Regions from separate parts of the Gasterosteus aculeatus genome. Here region 2 is linked to region 1. Evidence: chromatin contacts called from public Hi-C data. All regions are on one chromosome and are shown on one strand. The core of a region is the stretch at or near the end of the contact, and the rest is flanking DNA. Distances in the headings are between cores, read along the strand shown. Region 1 overlaps nrp2a (neuropilin 2a). Region 2 has its middle 16 kb from the start of nrp2a.

The links. A called contact is a pair of places that touch in the nucleus more often than the background predicts.
Region 2: a contact with region 1 is called in a Hi-C map of skeletal muscle, with 4 times the contacts expected there. The contact joins two enhancer-like sites.

What each region holds. Positions count from the first base shown.
Region 1 is chr1:23,941,424-23,943,948 of fGasAcu3.hap1.1, reverse strand. nrp2a (neuropilin 2a) reads left to right here. Exons shown (of 18, transcript XM_078091359.1): 8 at 1-67; 9 at 364-543; 10 at 645-789. Among protein-coding and RNA genes, the nearest start is that of abcb6a, 28 kb to the right of the region's middle. Within about 2 kb of position 1,263, at least 5 of the 9 cell types and tissues checked have open chromatin away from gene starts, as enhancers often do.
Region 2 is chr1:23,988,461-23,990,985 of fGasAcu3.hap1.1, reverse strand. No RefSeq gene overlaps it. Among protein-coding and RNA genes, the nearest start is that of nrp2a, 16 kb to the right of the region's middle. Within about 2 kb of position 1,260, at least 1 of the 9 cell types and tissues checked has open chromatin away from gene starts, as enhancers often do.

The sequences.
Region 1 (2,525 bases), core at 14-2,513:
GGTGGCCAGTCGCTCGGGCTGGTTCCCAGCTGCCGCGCAGCCTCTGGCTGGAGAGGAGTGGCTCCAAGTAAGGAGGGGTTGTTTTTGTGTCGTTGCAGTTCTCTTTTCCGGTGCCATTGGATCATGTTTGGTGCCAGATTTGCTAGACAACAGTCTTGCTGTTGTGTCAGTTATTTTGGAGGGTTAAAGTTAGTCAATTGTTATCATTTACACAGTGAAAATGTCATGTTGTTTCAATAAGTAGTACTCCGAATGCCAAAGGCGAGCCTGCTGAAACAAGAAGCCCGGCTGCAATAGAGCATGCGTTGTTTTGTGTAAAGCACATTGGTCCACCGCGCGTTTATCTGAATCTGATCTCCGCAGGTGGACCTCGGCGTGCCTACGACGGTGCGCGGCGTGATCACCCAGGGAGCGAGGGGAGGAGACGCGGGAAGCGGGGCGACCACGGATAACCGGGCGTTTGTCAGGAAGTACAAAGTGGCCCACAGCCTGAACGGGAAGGAGTGGAACTTCATCATGGACTTCAAGACCAGCCTGCCAAAGGTGGGTGGAGGAAGAGAGTGACGCGTTTGCAAATGACCCTCCACCACGTTGCGGACGAATCACCATGACGACGTTGTCGCTTGTGTATTCCTTTGTGACAGATTTTCGAGGGGAACACACACTTCGACACCCCAGAGCTGCGGCATTTTGACGAGATAGTGTCCCAGTATATCAGGCTGTATCCGGAGCGGTGGTCTCCAGCAGGGATCGGGATGAGAGTCGAGATACTTGGCTGTGACATTCCAGGTAGGACCTTCCCCGCTGCGTGGGTGGCAGGGAATCATTTCATATATGGGAACGTCGGGCCCCCGCTGTAATTGACTGAACTCATTGGACCTTGAGGAAGGTGTAAAAGCGAGGGAACCGCATTGGGATATGCATGAGAGTCATAGGAGTCTGCCAGAAGTGAAGAGACTGCAGAAGGTGCACAGATCGATCCAAAAAAGTTTTGAGAGATTGTCTCACCTGGAGTGCCCGCATCGACAGGGAGTGGACAGGGTTCGGCTTGAAGGAATGCGCCCCCAGAGAGCGAGCGAGAGAGAGAGAGAGGGGGGATCATTTGGTTTGTTCACTTTCCAGTGTGGTCTGTTCTCCAGATGTGAGGTAGGAGCTGAGAAACACACACACATATTCAGCCGATCGGGTATCACATGGAGTCCTTGCAACTCCCTCTGTGCCTGAAAAGGATGACTGTATATCTGTACAGCACAACATGTTCAGCATACACAGAAACACATTTGCTCTCCTGACAATCACACACACACACACACACACAAACCGCTGTACAGTAATCACATAACTATAAATGCAAATGATCCGTCGTTGAGGTGATTTGTATGTCAGCACGTGTGTGTGTGCGCTGATAAAGTGCACTACTCTGTAGTCAAAGAGAGATTAATTATTCAGGCCACTACCAGGAACTTTGCTTTGACTTTGGCGGTCCCTGTGGACAAAAGGGGTAGTGTTTCACGGTACCAGTAGATTTAGTGTGATTTCACTGGAATTAACTGTGAAGAGATAGACGATCTTCTCGCTTCTCGATCTCGCTTGCTTATGTGGGTGATATAAGAGTCGTGAGTATTAAATTGATTTTGTGTCATAAGCAGTCAAAGGTTCCACAGCAATTTAGAGAAGAGCACATTATCATTATTGCAACTCGTGTGGATATCAGGCTCTGAAAAGATGTAGAAAATAATCCGTCTGGTCATGATGGAGCACAAATCTGCTTGAATTCACATGCGCATGAAGTAGTGTTTAATTTTGCTCTGCACTGAAAGGTGGAAAGTGAACAACGGAAACACAAACCCCCACGGCAAGGGATTACCACTTTTTGCATAGGGGTGATTTTTATCAGATGGCGTGGGGGATTTGAGGGGAAACACGTAAAAGAAAACTGCTGCTGAGGGTCACACATTGTTCACAGGCCTCCGAAACTCAGCAGGAATAGTGAACTACTGCTGACAACCTACAAATCATTCACTTCCTTTAAAACTCACACTATTCACATCTTACTTTTTCTGCTCCCTGTTGAATTTGCTCTCATTTATATAAAGTGAGAACTCTTCTTTTTTTTTTTCTTTATCCCAAATCTTGCTCGGTGTAAAATAAGCAAATTAAATAGCAGCAGCTACCACAGTAAGGCTGGCCTTCCTCCCGATTTCCTACACATGGTTGCTGTTGTTTCTTTTCCCACCCCGAGGCCCAGTGCGTGGGTCTGTAAATGTTTCTTGTTCATTTTCCTTTGTTACCACGTCTCCTCTCTTCGCATCCTCCCCCGTTCCTCATATGCTGTTGGTTTCCCCATGGTGACGCACAGCTATCGCTCTCGCGCACACACATTCACAGCATTCAAAGTGAATGATTTTTCAGGCTTGAAAAAAATCTAAATGTATCAGCTCGGGAAGGAAATTTTAGAGACATCTGTAAAAATATATATGTATCATATCTCCTTTTTTTGGATGGGTCCTTTGAGTCAGGAGCAC
Region 2 (2,525 bases), core at 11-2,510, 47 kb before region 1:
TGAGCCAGCGACTCTTGTGATGATGCAACTGTCCCGAAGGTCCTCCGGGGGGGGGGGGTGCCACAAACGCCCCTCATCCGGCAGCTGTCCCATTCATCTCGTAGTGATGACTGGCCGTGTTTAGAGATTCATCTCCAGCACAGATAATGTGCCCCCCTCCCCTTTCTGGTTTCCCTATTGGCCTGCTTGTCGCATGCTTTCAAGCAGCTGTTAGGGGGGGCACCGTGATACCCCTTCAGCCTCACACTTCCTTTTCCGCTTGCCGCTGCAGGACTCTTAGTATTCAAGCCGCATGGCAAACAAAACAATGTTATTGGACGATTCTCCAAAAGGGCAGATGAGCTCCGGCTTCCATGTCGTTGAGTCGCCACCACACGCGCTACAAACTAATTGTCAATTGAACTTAAAAACCATCTATCAAAGGGTACAAATTGTAAGACCCAGGCCAAACAACCCGTTCCTACCATTGTGCCGGATGGAAGCGAGGTCATGTATCAATCTTATATCAGCTGACAAGTAGGGCCATTTTTCTCAAAGACTTATTTTTGCAACCTCGGCCTCCCTCTTCAGGCCCGGAGGTTGGCGGCCGGTCAGGTTCCGTCGCAGTGGGACTATTACGGGGGGAAGTTTTAATTGCTTCCTGGTGACGGCGTGCGTGCGTGCGTGCGTGCGTGCCCGCCTCCTCGCGGCAACCGCGTCCACTGAGGAGTGAGGTAAGTGGTGAACCTCGGATACCGAACAGCGAGCGATCGCTGGACAGCCCCCGCCGCCATGAGGTCAGACCAACGTTGTGTTGCCTCGATTGCATGGTCTGAAGACCCCCCCCCCCCCTCTCCCCCCTCCAGCGAGGCATATTGACGCGGCGTGAGGAGGTTAAGCCGGCGGTTTAGTGTCCGCGGGGCCGTGACATTCTGACTGGCCAGCCTGTAATTGACTCGTCGGTGTGTATCGGTTCAACCGCGCCTCACTTGCTCCGCCTGCGTCTGGGGGATTTTGGGGGGGGGGAGGCCGTGATTGACAAGCTACAACTAATGCGCCCGCAATTTGGATCACGCCGGGCGTTTCTTCTGCTCTGGCTATTTTTCGCCCACGTTTGATTTACATGCTTTTGGTATTTCTCACACTTGTTTGGTTTCCATCTGCCTATCGGCGGCGGCGATCTCAGGTTCCATCTTCCTGGGGTCGCACCCGGGCCTTCCTCCCCTCGGATCCGCGGTGTCAGCTCACGTTAGCCGAGCGGCGCTAAAGTCCCAGCGCTCAGGGGAGCGAGAGCGTCGGGGGAGGGGGGGGTGTCGGTTACTGTGGAAAGTTGGCCGCTCATGCTGCGGGCGTGCCGTCCGGCCTCTGGCTTGGTTTCAGCTGTCTACTCCTGTACGTGCACACACACACACACACACACACACACACACACACACATACACGGACTATATGTCCGGCCTCCCCAGTGACTGGACCCCAGTACAGAAGCATAATCTATTTAAGGCCACTAACTCTGCGGATTAGATCAAGATTCGGCCCCATATTGGCGAGTCTGGCACAGGACTTTGCTCTAATTTATTCCTGACATGTCGCTCACACACACACACACACACACACACACACACACAGAGTCCCTGCTGAATAATGTGATCTCACTCACACCCAGATGTGGTCACGCGTACAGTACAAATGGAGCACTTTAATTTAATTACATTTTTTAAAGGTTTTCCCTTTCACAGCGACATTTACATCATTTGGAAAAATCTACCCCGTCTCATATTAGATGACTGCTGGCAGCAAAGTAAAGCAGATTACAGGTTATTATTAGCACCATGAGACATATTAACACCTTTCCCTTTCGAGAAGGAATGGTACGGAGAATGGCTGTGTCTGAACACCGTTCAAGGTCGTAAAGCTGGCTAAATAAGAACACACATTTATCTCCGTTTCGGCCTCTTGTTGCTTTTCTTTTCCTGGATGTAGATCTGAAAACACCACAGTGGCCATGATGAAAACGGAGTTTCGGGAAAATGATGGCGTCAGCTTGCTCGGTCGCACGGCCGCAGTGGGAAATATTAAAACCAGCTCGAGGTGAGTGTTGGTGCGCTCACACACACACACACACAGCGAGCACACACTTTTTCAACATTAAGACCGACTGTCCTCACATTCTGTGATGCTTCCCGATTTCTGTCACAAAATAATCCAAACCCACTTCAGCTTCCCACGCGCCAAGATCCCCGTCTTCCCACAGAGGGGAAGTCCGGCGTTTTGCTATTCTGCTTCCAGTTTTTATTTGCTTCCAGCGTGGAAAAAGCTCTGCGGAGTACTTAGAGTTGCAAATGTTAGAATAATGAGGCGAGCCTGTAAATAATGAAACAAAGGGTGTAGAGCATCAATTAAGAGCCATTTACTGCCTCGCATCCATCTTGTCTCCACCCGCGCGTGATTTCAGATGTGTTTTTGTGCGTGTTTTTGTGCGCCGTACGCTCCGTGCTGAAAACACATTAATCAACTTGTGAAACATCACGGCCTCCTCTGATACA